Linked DNA regions of Sus scrofa: regions 1 and 3 are each linked to region 2. The links are chromatin contacts, called in public Hi-C maps. All regions are on one chromosome and are shown on one strand. Each heading gives the region's core, a stretch centred on a gene start, on an enhancer-like site or on the middle of the called end of the contact. The rest is flanking DNA. Distances are from core to core; before and after follow the strand shown. Region 1 holds the start of FTL (ferritin light chain). Region 2 holds the start of BCL2L12 (bcl-2-like protein 12). Region 3 holds the start of DHDH (dihydrodiol dehydrogenase).

Region 1 (4,250 bases), core at 1,389-3,888, 480 kb after region 2:
ATCACCAGGCTTGGTGCTGAGCCCACAAAAGAACTGATATCCAGTGGCCATTTCACCTACCAAAAACAGGATGGACCCAGCGGTTGCCTGCTAAGCTCTCCAGTTGCCATTTGGACAATTTCACATTCTGTTTCTGTGCTGAGCCAGCAGCTTTAGCTCAGTTCCTCTTTCATATCACGTGCCCCCAGCTGCTCAGAAGTGAGTCAGGTTTTACATAGAGTTGCCTTGGATCTGCGAGGCAGATCTTAAGAGGTCAGACCTGGGGGTGCCCCCTGGTTGCTATGGGCAATTTAGAGTAATTGCCTAGGAGTTCCCATCGTGGCTCAGTGGTTAACGAATCTGACTAGGAACCATGAGGTTGTGGCTTCGATCCCTGGGTTCCATCCCCAGCCTTACTCAGTGGGTTAAGGATCCAGCGTTGCCATGAGCTGTGGTGTGGGTCGCAAATGTGGCTTGGATCCCTAGTTGCTGTGGCTGTGGTGTAGGCCGGCTGCTACAGCTCCGATCAGACCCCTAGCCTGGACACCTCCATATGCTGCGGGTGTGGCCCTAGAAAAGGCAAGACAAAAAAAACAATTGCCTCCACTCACCCATATAATAAGGATCTCCAAGCAGCCTTAGGCCAGACCTGGGTGTGCTCCCTGGTTGCCATGGCCGATTTAGTTAATTGTCTCAATTCACCCATTTAATAAAGAAGCTCAGTCCTCCTTAACCTCTCAAGATTGAGTCAGTACTTTCAGAGGGTGGCAGTGCCTGGCAACATAATCACTCATCTGAACCAGTTTCCAGCTACTGTTATCTACCAAGCCCAGGTCTAAGTAGACCCTCCCTGGAATCTGGGCTCTACTATCTAGTTGGAGTAAGATGACAGCCCCCCAAAGCGAGAATCTGCTACTGCCATCTTGCCTTAAAAGACACAGCACCTTCTCTCTCGGGCCAGAAGCTTTGTGACAGTAGATCCCACCTCTTATTTCCCCCATTACACATACAAAACCAAAACGATCTGCTGCAAAAAGCTTTTATTGTTTCCATTTGGTCCAAGACTTGGGAGAGGGCTCCAGGGTGGTTAAGAATGGTGCCTCGTGGCTGCAGAAAGGGGCTTCCGGCAGAAGCCCAGGCACCAGAGGAGCGCCTCCAAGGCCCCTGGGCTCCAGAGATTCCTAGTCGTGCTTGAGTGTGAGCCTTTCGAAGAGGTACTCGCCCAGCCCAGCCTGGGACCAGAGAGCCTGCGCAGGTTGGTCAGGTGGTCGCCCATCTTCTTGATGAGCTTCACCTCCTCATCCAGGAAGTGGTTCTCCAGGAAGTCACAGAGCTGAGTGATAGAAGAGAAAATGTTACCATTTGTAAATCTAACAATGTGATGGATGGGGGAGGGAGGCTCAGAAGGCAATGAGCCCAATCAAACGTGGCCAAGGTTAACTATTAACTCAAGATGCAGGCTTCCTGCCAGGAAAGGTCTTGGGATGGATAGGGAGAAAATGGAGATACTCACGTGGGGGTCTGCGCGGGCAGAACCCAGCGCATGCAGATCCACAAGAGCCTGGTTCAGTCCCTTCTCCAAGTGAAGGGCGGCTTCCATAGCGTCCTGGGTTTTACCCCACTCATCTTGAGATGGTTTCTATACGGAAGGCAGAGACCGCTCAGTACTAACCACGCACACGCTGGAAAGGACTAAAAACTAATTTCCCAGTAGTGACGGGAGTTAGGGCTTAAGCCGAAAAAACGTCTAAGAGCTTAAATCGATCACCCTCAGTGTCTCACAACCTTACGCTCCAGGATACCACACGCTGCGGTCTGGACCGCCACTTCGTGGGGGAACTGAACCCGCCTCCGTTTCCAGCTGTAATACAACCACCCACACAAAACTGAACTCCATCTCCCAGAAGCCTACGCCGTGCCTGAACAGCCCTGGTCAAAGGGCTTCAAGCGCAGGGGCCGCTGGGAATCGTAGTCCGCTGCTCACACTGTTTACCTGCACGTCCTGGAAGAGGGCGCGGCCACCGCGCTGGTTTTGCATTTTCAAGAGACGCTCCGAACCCTCGCGCTTCTCCTCGGCCAATTCGCGAAAAAAATGACTCACGCCCTCCAGAGCCACATCGTCGCGGTTGAAATAGAAGCCCTGCGGGAAGAGAAGGCGTGAACAATGGTTAGCCGGAGGCGAGGCCGGGCTTGCGGACTCCGCCTTCCAACTACACAGTGGGACAAAGAAGGCCAGCGCGTGCGCAGAGGGTCAGAGGTGCGCAGCTAAGGGAAACTTGGGCCGGGGGCATCTTGGGGACCCTTACCAGAGAGAGGTAGGTGTAGGAGGCCTGCAGATGCATGTTGATCAGGCGGTTGACGAAGGCCTCCACCTCGGTGGAATAATTCTGACGAACCTGGGAGCTCATGGCTGGTCGGCAATAAGGAGCTAAGCTCAAAAAATGGTGTTGGCTGGTCCCGGAGACTGAAGATAGCTGAGAGGCGGAGTCCGAAGGTTGCGACTGGAAAAAAGGTTGGAGGGTAGTCGGAGGCTGGAGCAAGGGGCGTCCCTGGGTCTGTTCCGTCCAAACACTGTTGAAGCAAGAGACAGATCCGGGGGACCGCCGAGCACACTGCGAGTTTGTGGCCAGGGCGGCTCCTTTTATAGCGCGCGGGGAACCTGAGCAGTGGGGCGGTCGGGGAGAGGAGTCAGCCAATCTGCGGGGGCGGGAGGCTGGACTTGGAGCTCGCTCGTGACCAATCAGGAGCAGATAGGAGCCCCAGCCTCCCGCCCGGAGGTAGGGAAGTCACGCGCTCTGAGCGCGAGGTTGTTGTGAAAGGAGAAATCGCGGGATGGGGGGTTTCATGGGGAGCAAGGGTTCTGGGACTAAATCTGGGAAGTGAGAGAATTCTAGGGGTACTTCCTGGTAGTGAAAGATTAGTGAGAGCACTGGGAGCCCTGGAAAATAATGATTCTTGGTTCCTGAGGATGTCTCAGGAAAGTAGGTTGGATGCGGGGGTTGTGTCAGAGCGAGGACTTTTCTGGAGCCCTGGGGGTTCCTCAGAGGTGCAGAAACGTCCAGAGGAGTGGGGTTGCCCTGGGAGATAAGGGGTCGGGTTGGGGGGGGCCCTCGATCATTGGGAAGTTTGGAAGGCTGTGAGATATTTCTAGATACTTAGGGTGCTCTCTGTGAAATGGGTTGGCTGGGGCACCTGGAGACTTGGGGTTCACTCAAAAGTGAATTCGGAAGACCATGGAAGTCCCTATTTTTATGGAAACTTCCAGGGGGAAGTCTTGGGCCCTTGAGGTGATCTGCAAGATTAAAAGAGACAGTTGGAGAGCCCTGGGATTCAGCCTGGGAATAAGGGAGAGGGATGTTTCTGGAAGCCTAGTGGGATCTTCTTAAAGAGGTGGGGGCTCTTGGAGAGCCCTTTGGGAGCCCTCAAAAGATTGGGCCACTTGGAATCCTGTGGGGTTTTTTGAAAGCCCACTGTTTTTGTGGGAGCTGAGATGGAAAGGGGTGAAAGGACATTGGAACTTTGGAGGTTTCTCTGAGGTTGCATATCCTGGCTCCAAAGCAATCTCTCTGAAGCTGCCTCTGTCTTGCCTGACACATGCTCCTTCAAGATCACAGAGGTGGGGGAGTTCCCATCATGGCGCAGCAGAAACTATCCAACTAGGAATCATGAGGTTTCAGGTTCGGTCCCTGGTCTCGCTCAGTGGGTTAAGGATCTGGCGTTGCCCTGAGCTGTGGTGTAGGTCGCAGACCCAGCTCGGATCACAGCTGTAGCTGATTCACATCCTAGCCTGGGAACTTCCATATGCCACAGGTGCCAGCCCTAAGAAACAAACAAAAAGATCAGAGACAGGTGCTGAGGACTGGTGGCTGGGATGTCTGTCTTTAACTAAGGGACATTTTAAAATTGTGTCTGGTCCAGGTTGGTGCCTGGGTGGCAGTGCCAGCTCATACCAAGATTCTTGCCTTCAAGGAGCTCCTTGTTGTTGGGAGAAAGGAGAAACAAAGACAGGAACTTGACCCTATTTAGGCGCCCTTAATGCAGGCAGCTGGAGGCTGGGACAGGGGAGCTGGAACTGCTGGGGGTCGTCGGGTGGGGGAGGTCTGGGCCTGCCTCGCGGAGAAGCCTTTCCAAGCAGCCCAGGCAGGGCACCCCCTGATCAAGGGGGCTCCAGCCAGGCTGGTATCTGGGGTCCTCCAGGGGTGCCTGGGCCAGTGGCCAGGAGAGCAGCCATGCTGAGTCATGCTGAACTCAGCGCAGGAAGGGGCGCCGGC
Region 2 (4,345 bases), core at 970-3,469:
GCGGGATTCTTAAACCACTGAGTGAGGCCAGGGATCAAACCCGCATCCTCATGGATCCTAGTCTGGTTGGTTAACCACTAGGTCACTCCTGGGCTGAGTGATCTTAAACTAGTTCCTCACCCTCTCTATGCTTTAAGAATCAAAGTTCCTGGTCCTGTCAGTTCTTGGGTGACTGAGGGAGAGCTTACCAGGCTCTGAACCATAGCAGGGCCGGAGGGGCAGGGAGCAAGGCCGAGGGGACTCAGGGGGAACTGCTCCTCGCCCCAGGGAGCAGGGAAGACATCTTCGAAGGCGGCTCAGGAAATCTGTCTGCTCCTCCTGGGCAGGGCTCCTGGGGAAAGGGACCGCGGAGTGTGACTCAAGGCCCTCGGCAAGCAGTCCTTTTGTCCTCTCACTGAGGGCATTTCCCTGCAACCCGCAGGACAAGGAGGAGAGCCAGATATAAAGGGAGGGGAGGCGGGGAGAGAAAGACTGAGTCCGGGGACCAGAGTTCGAGAGGAGCCCACCCCCAATGCAGTTTCCTCAGGGAGGAGGGCAACACCTCTTACCTGGGTGGGGACAGAATGGGCGAGCCGGCAGCCTCATCCCGCCTAAGGAAGGCAGCTAGGACCTTCAGAGTGTCCTCCCGGAGCGCCAGCTCTTCAGAGCCTGCCATGGAGGCACCTATAAGAGAAGGAGCTGGGGATGGACTCCAGGGTTCAGCAAGAACTGCCGGCTGGGGGCCCAAATTGCTAGTCCCGGAATGAGAAGTGTGGTGCCGTCAGGATTCATGCGTGCCCAAGGGAGGAAGGGGCTGAGAGTCTGGATTCCCAGGTTCCTTACAGAAGTTGGGGTCTGGGGGCCCAGACACTTGAGTTCTCAGAAGGAGGAGAGGGATGAGGGCAAAGACATCCTGATCCTGGGAGAGGAGAAAGCTGGGGATTTGGATTTGGGGTCCAAGGGAGGAGGGGACTGGGGGCCTGGACTCTTGGTTTTCGGAGTAGGGGGCTGGGGGTCTGAACTCTTGAGTCTAAGAGAGAAGGAGACTGGGGCCTCAGATCCCTGAGTCCCCGAAGGAGAAGGAGGCTTGGGGCTCTGACTTCTCCATTCTGAAAGTATATGCCAAGCTATTCAAGTCCGTAGAGGATCAGGAACTACGATTCCCAGCAGACTTCGTAGCAAACATTCCCCTCCGTCCGTTACTTGTTCGCCGCGCAGCCTGCTGGGAGGTGTAGTTCCACTCTGACTCGGGCTGGAATTTGGGGGAGCCGGGACACGCAGATGTCGGGGAAGCGTGACTGGGCTACCTGCTCCTAGATCCCGGCCCCCTTTTCTTCCCTGCTCACCTAGCTCTCCCTCACCTCCCGCTCACCTGGTCCCGGGCCCCGCCGCCGCCGCCTCCTCCACTGAACTTGTATAAACTTTCCTTAGGGCGACTTTCCCGCGCCTGCGCAATGACTGTACCGGCTAGGAGCCGGCCCAAACGTGGAAGGGGCGGGGCGATGAGGCCCGCCTAATTTGCATAGAACGCTCCCAGCATGCCCGTGGTCGGAAGACCTAAAAAGGGCATGATGGGCGGGGGAGTTTTCCCGGCTCACTGTACCGCCTCTCTGGCTGTCGAGTCGATAATCCTAACGACGTTAAAGTCGTTTTTATTTCAAGAAATCAACAGAAAACAAGTCCCACCTCTAAAACTCAGCTGACGAGAAGTGGGGTGTGCGGCGGCGAGTTCGAGAGCTACGGGGCTTCAAACGCAGGAGTGGGTTTTCTGGGTTTCTGGGTTCCTGGGTTCCCGGCGCACCTCCTCCCGGCACTCTACGCGCCTCGACCCACTACCTAGGTAACGCGGAAAAGCGGGGGAGTTGGTGGCGTCCAGTAGTGAAGAATGGGACGGAGGAAGGATGCGTCTGCCTTGACAGTGGGGAAGGGGGTTTGTGTACGCTGGGGAAAGTGAAGCGAGAAGGAAAGGAAGTGAAGCAATGGCTGGCTGTAAAACAAAACTTAGAAAAGTAGTTGGTAGGAGAGAAGAGGAGGTGTCCACACTGGGGTATCTAGGGGAGAGAAGGACTCTGTGAATGAGAAGCGATCCACTCTGGGAAGTGGGGCGTGCCGCGGAGGAGGGAGGCCGTCTGTTTGGGAGGAACTGTGGTTGGTCGGTCTATGAGTGAGGGGTTCTGGGGAGCGGGGGGAGCTACACTGGAGTTGAGTGTGGGAGGTAGAGGTCTGCGAGTCCCTAGCATGTGCACGGCAGTAACGGGAGGGAGGCGTCTACCCTGGAGATAAGAGTACCTGCACTGTGTGATGTGGGGGAGGGAAGGGCTTTCAGTGGAGTGGGGAAGGTCTACACTGGCGGAATTGAGGAAGGTAGAATTGAGGGAGGTAGAGGTATGTAGATAAAAGAAGCTGGGGAAAGGAGAGGGGTTTTGGAGGGACTCCTCTCTGAATTAGGGAGCCTCTCTGGAGGATGGGAGGTCTCCTGTCTGTACCCCAGGAGAATAGAGGTGAGGACCCTGCGCCGTGGCGCTTGAGAGGGAGGTCTGGGTTCGGAACCTTCCAACTGGGTGGGCCTGGGAGTCCGCCTATATCCAGGAACTGTCCCCGGCGCACAGGCCCATGGGAACTCAGAAGCCTCGGATCCTGCCCTGGCTGATATCTCAGCTGAACCAGGGGCAACTGGAGGGCGTGGCCTGGCTGGATGAGGGCCACACGCGCTTCCGCATCCCTTGGAAGCACGGCTTGCGGCAGGATGCCCAGCAGGAGGACTTCGGCATCTTCCAGGTGCGCGCGCGCCGGGCCCGGGGACTCCAAGGGGACGGGGCCGAGGGATGGGATCAGCTCGACCGCGCGGCCCACGCTTATTCTGGCAGGTGGGGGTGGATGGAGTTAGAACTGGGAGGGGCGAAGTTAGTACGACGCGCAGATGGGCGTCTGACAGCCGTGAGGATTGGAGCCGCCAGGTCCCAGGAATAGAACCGGGCAAGTGAAGGAAATGCATCCTGGGGTGGGAGGGGAGTGGTGGTGGTAGGGAACCCCCTGGGGTGGGGCTTTTGGTTGTAGAATTCTGGGGGCGGACCTTGGAATATTAGAGGCAAGACTCGACCCTGAAGCCGAGGTTGCCACGGAAGTAGGATATGCCGGTGGTGTTAAGCCTAATGACGAAGAGTGTCCTGGGGCAGCGCACTGGCAGTTAGACACCCATTAGGACCAGGAGGCTGGCTTAGAAAGCAAATGTTTTTGAAGGGTGGAGGTAAGGGGGATTTGGGGCACAGAGAATTCCAGAGCTTGGGGATGAGAACTAAGTTAGAACGTGCAAAGGGAATTGGCACAATATTGTAAATCAACTATGGTTTCAAAAACAAAAACAAAAACAAAACCTGCCAGGGGAGGGCAAGGTGGTGTTAGGACAAGAGGAGCCAAGGTTAGGACCCCTGGGGGCAAGATTTAAGTCATCCTCTTCACTATCTTGGTACCACTGGTCCCCCCAGGCCTGGGCCGAGGCCAGTGGTGCCTACACTCCTGGGAAGGATAAGCCCGACCTGCCCACCTGGAAGAGGAATTTCCGGTCTGCCCTGAACCGGAAAGAAGCATTGCGTTTAGCAGAGGACCACAGCAAGGACCCCCACGACCCACACAAGATCTATGAGTTTGTGACCTCAGGTGTGCTGAAGTGAGGCTTTGCTTGGAGGGATGGGATTTCGGGTGTCCCCAGAGCCCCTACTCCACTCACCACCTTTCTCGACAGGAGTTGGGGACTTTCCTGAGCCAGACACCTCTCTAGACCTCAGTGGCAGATACAGTACCTCTGATACCCACGTAAGAATGCGCCCCGACCGTCCTGCGCTCAGCCCCTGCCTCATGCATCCTCAGGGGCCTAGCGAGGCCACCATCACTCCAGGCTCCACTCTCTCCCTGCAGTCTGCCCCCTACCTGACCCATGGCTGACCCTGTCCCTCCCCTGCTCACAGGCCTCCCACTGGCCTCCCAGCATCCTCAGGAGAAAATGTGGAGCTTTCACCAGGCATTTAAGACCCTCACCCACTTTTCTAGGACTTCACAGCTTCCCTCCCTGCACAGGGTACCTCAGCCTCTTGGCAACCGAGACCCTCCCTACCCTTGATCTTGCTGACGTCTGTGCCAGGGCAGGTCCCTTCTGAAATCCTACCCAGGCTTCTCTGCCCGGGTCTTGCTCGCACTGACCCAGATCCTCGGGGTGGAATTAGCCGCTCCCCTCGGGCTACGGTAGTGCCCAGCCTGTGTACAAGCTGTGTATATTCCACCGCCTTGGCTGGTGGCTGGGTCTCCCTCAGACTAGAATCCCCTTAAGGGCAAAGCTCAGGTCTGTGTCCTCTTTGGAGGCACGGCTCCA
Region 3 (3,810 bases), core at 1,251-3,750, 500 kb after region 2:
AGACCAGGGATCGAACCTACATCCTCATGGATACTATTGGGTTTGTTTCGACTACACCACAATGGGAACTCCCAAGGGGCAGCTATTGTGACTACTGGCAGAACCTACGGCAAAGTATGTTAGAACCAATATACTCTAACATGAAAAATAGCTTCCAGGGAGTTCCTGTTGGCTCAGTAGGTTAAGAACCCAAGTAAATAAAGAAAAGAAAGAAAATAGCTTCCAGAGCTCATCTGGTAGCCATTTTAACTGCTGGCATTATTCAATGCTGTTTGGTGGCCATTTAATTTAATTTATCATTTTTCCTTTTTATTTTTGGGCAGGGTCCTCGGCTTGTGGAAGTCCCCTGGGCCAGGGATCAAACCCATGCCACAGCAGTGACCAGAATCACAGTTGTGACAATGCAGGATCCTTAACCCACTGAGCCACCAGGGAACTCACTGCCTTTTTTTCCGGTGGCCATTTTAATTATTGGCAATCTGCAAGATGTCAAAGGCCCCCATAAGTAGACAAGTCTCAAAGGCCAAAAAAAAAGGGCACTTTGACATTGAGAGTTATTGGTAGGGGATTCTGACCTCTATCCCTAGAAATCCATCCAAACTAAGCTCACCGCCATTTTTTGCCACTTTCACTATTGGCATCTTTTTCTGAAAGGGTGACAAAGGATCCTTCAGGCGGCCATGTTTGCTAAGAGCCAAAAGCAGTGGCTTCTACCCATGGGAAATATTGCGAGCAGATTCCAAGGAGTAGCCCAACTACATCCTGACAAACCCAAGGACCTTGGTTCAATTTGTAGCCATCTTAACTCTTGGCAAACCCATGCTTGTGCTCCCCCGCAAATGACCACCAGTGACCTGCAGCCAGGTTGGGTAATAGCAAGTAGCGCCACGATGGGTGTTGGAAGGGCCCCTGCACCCTCACCTCCATTAGGAAGAGGCCTCGGGATCGGGCCTCGGCAACCATTTCACGCACTTCCGCGGCGTTCACGCCCATGGGCTTCTCGCACAGCACGGCCTTGCCAGCTGCCAGGCAAAGCAACACCGTGGCCTTGTGCTGGGGGTGCTGGGTGCCAATATAGGCCACCTCTAGGGCGGGAGAAAAGAGGTCAGGAGATCGGCAGCCCCGCCCACCGAGCCTTCAGGGATCGCCCACCACTAAAAGCCCCGCCCCCAGCATCCCAGGAATCGGTTTCCCTCCAAGCTTGGCGGACGTCCTACAGCGGTGACCAAACACTAGCCTCCCTAATTCGTAGAAACTAACTAATCATCCTCTACCGTCATTCTGTTTTCCTCAGATTATTTCCAGCCTTCTAGAATTAACGTATTAAATCATTTAATTCTCACACCACCACCAAGAAGTAGAGACGATTATTTTGCCCGTCTTTCAAGTGAGGCAATTGAGAAGAGCGAGGAGAGGAGAAAAATGCCAACTCAAGTCCCCTGACTCTAGAGACTGCTCCGCCCCATCCAGGCTACTCTGATAACGCAGAACCAGAGTCTAAGGTCATATTTAAACCCTGAAGGACTTCCCGAGAAATTCAAGCTTTGCCTTTACCGCGGAGGTAGATCCTCCTAACGGCAATTTCACGTTAGACGCTTAATATCAGACAAAACTGATTCCTATCACTCCGGCGCCCAGTTCAAAGTTCTTCCAGAATCTCTGAGAGAAGGGCTCAACCCGCCAGTTTTGCATCTCCCACGCAGCAGCCTAGAGGCAGCGTGCCAGTGGTGCCCGGGAGCCCTGGCAACTTACCCACGTTCGGGTCCTTGGCCAGTTCCTCATAGGAGCCATAGGCCTTGGGGATGTCGTGTTTCCGCGCAAACTCCTTTGCCCGGCTCAGATCCCGGGCCGCTACCGCCACCACCTGGAGGGGCGCCACGGTCAGACTTGAGGGGCTGGGATGGGTGTGAAAGACAGATGTATGGGGGCGGGGAGGAAAGAGGTGATGGAGACGGCCTCGATACGGGGAGAAATTACAGCCCTCCGAGACGGGGGTGCAAGGAATTTTTTTTTTTTTTTTGGTCTTTTTGTTATTTCTTTGGGCCGCTCCCGCGGCATATGGAGGTTCCCAGGCTAGGGGTCGAATCGGAGCTGTAGCCACTGGCCTACGCCAGAGCCACAGCAACGCGGGATCCGAGCCGCGTCTGCAACCTACACCACAGCTCACGGCAACGCCGGATCCTTAACCCACTGAGCAAGGGCAGGGACCGAACCCTCAACCTCATGGTTCCTTGTCGGATTCATTAACCACTGCGCCACGACGGGAACTCCCAGGGAATTTTAGGTTGTTTCACCGCCTTGGAGATTCAGAAGTACAGAACCCCAGCTCCCTCCTCCCTCAGACCCGGGAGTCCCCCTCTGCGCCCACCCCTCCCCTGCTCTTCTACGGGCCTCCGGAGGGAGGGCGGACCTGGTGCTCAGAGCGAGGCAGCAGCCGCAGCACCGTCGTGAAGTCGCTGGAGATAAGGCCGGCTGACACGATGCCCCAGCGAAGCGCCATCGCCCCAACCCCGAGTCTCAAAGGTCCCCACTTTCTCCCGGAGCAAGTCAAAGACCGGAGGCCCCTTGCTCTGAGGGGTGGCCCTTTTCTCCGCCCCATCGCCCTTACGTTACTCCTCATTGGCCACTGGGCCGGTGCCCGCCTTCATTCCCAGAGCCAGGCAGGAGGTTATATAATTCTCGCGTCCCCATTGGAAGAGCTACTGTTGGCTCCGCCCAATGGGGGGTGGGCTAGAAACACTTCGTTCTTCGCTCTGTGACAGAAAGGGAGGGGGCTTTCTGTTCTTGCCAACTTCGATCCAAGAGCCCTGTCGCCTTTCATCGCTCCGCCGACTCGTTTGCTCAGAACATCGTGTTTCCGCGCAAACTCCTTCGCCCGGGAACGGGGAACTGCCGGGCTAGAGAGGAAGAGGGAGAGGAGGGGGAGAAGGAGAGGGGATAGTAATAGCAAAGATAACATTTTTACTGATATTTATTACTTAATATTTATACGACTCCTGTGGTAACCCAGGCAACCGAGGCTCCCAGCTCCGAGCTTTACTTTCCTCATCCCCAATTTCTTACTTTATTTTTTACCTTTGCTTTTAAGGGCCGCACCCGCGGCATAAGGAGATTCCAAGGCTAGGAGTCGAATCGGAGCTGCAGCCGCGGGCCTACACCACAGGCAAAGCAACGCCAGATCTGAGCTGCGTCTGCGACCTACAGCACAGCTCACGGCAACGCTGGATCCTTAACCCACTGAGCCAGGCCAAGGATCGAACCTGCATCCTCATGGTTCCTAGTCGGATTTGTTTCCATTGAGCTATGACAGCAACTCCTTTTTAAAAAAATGTTACTTTTCTGAGTTCCCGTTGTGGCTCAGTGGTTAACCGATCCGACTGGGAACCATGAAGTTCCTTTTTTTTTCTTTGCTGTCATGCCCATGGCATGTGGAAGTTCCAGACAAGAGATGGAACCCATGTCATGGCAGCAACAGGAGCTGCTTCGGTGACAAGAACGTTAACCTGCTGCACCACAACGGCAACTCCTGAATCTATCTTAAAGAATGAGGACAGAGTTCCTGGGTGGCCTAGCAGTTAAGGATCTGGTGTTTTCACTGCTGTGACTTGGGTTACTGCTGTGTGTGCCAAGTTCGATCCCTGGCCGCGGCACAACCCCCCCAAAAATGGAGAATGAAGATGAAGCACAGATGGAGTTTTGGAAGGAACAGTATTTACAAAGAAACGGAGGCATTGATTTGTTCCAGAAAGTGTATTTGGATGGAACCAGAGTACAGAGCAGGACAGGGAGTCACATGAGATAAGGCCAGAA

Evidence for each region. Hi-C and Micro-C count contacts between places; a contact is called where the count stands out from the background.
Region 1: a contact with region 2 is called in a Hi-C map of heart right ventricle, with 2.1 times the contacts expected there. The contact joins the promoter of FTL here to the promoter of BCL2L12 in region 2. A contact is called at or near these places in 2 of 47 Hi-C or Micro-C datasets (heart right ventricle and mesenteric adipose tissue) and 1 of 2 datasets of contacts at active chromatin or transcription factors (alveolar macrophages).
Region 3: a Hi-C map of heart right ventricle shows a contact between it and region 2, with 2.5 times the contacts expected there. The contact joins the promoter of DHDH here to the promoter of BCL2L12 in region 2. A contact is called at or near these places in 1 of 47 Hi-C or Micro-C datasets (heart right ventricle) and 1 of 2 datasets of contacts at active chromatin or transcription factors (alveolar macrophages).

Annotation. Positions count from the first base shown.
Region 1 is chr6:54,229,509-54,233,758 of Sscrofa11.1, reverse strand. FTL (ferritin light chain) reads right to left here and starts at 2,638. Exons shown (of 5, transcript NM_001244131.1): 1 at 2,286-2,638; 2 at 1,973-2,119; 3 at 1,493-1,618; 4 at 1,216-1,312; 5 at 1,003-1,213. The coding sequence starts at 2,387. The coding sequence ends at 1,161.
Region 2 is chr6:54,704,327-54,708,671 of Sscrofa11.1, reverse strand. BCL2L12 (bcl-2-like protein 12) reads right to left here and starts at 2,219. Exons shown (of 10, transcript XM_013998657.2): 1 at 2,090-2,219; 2 at 1,781-1,815; 3 at 1,405-1,593; 4 at 1,352-1,403; 5 at 549-663; 6 at 189-331. The coding sequence starts at 2,219. It overlaps IRF3 (interferon regulatory factor 3), which reads left to right and starts at 2,593. Exons shown (of 8, transcript NM_213770.1): 1 at 2,593-2,757; 2 at 3,465-3,636; 3 at 3,722-3,792. The coding sequence starts at 2,593.
Region 3 is chr6:54,209,383-54,213,192 of Sscrofa11.1, reverse strand. DHDH (dihydrodiol dehydrogenase) reads right to left here and starts at 2,500. Exons shown (of 7, transcript NM_214166.1): 1 at 2,411-2,500; 2 at 1,753-1,864; 3 at 922-1,085. The coding sequence starts at 2,500. NUCB1 (nucleobindin 1) reads right to left here. Exons shown (of 13, transcript NM_001244488.1): 13 at 3,736-3,810.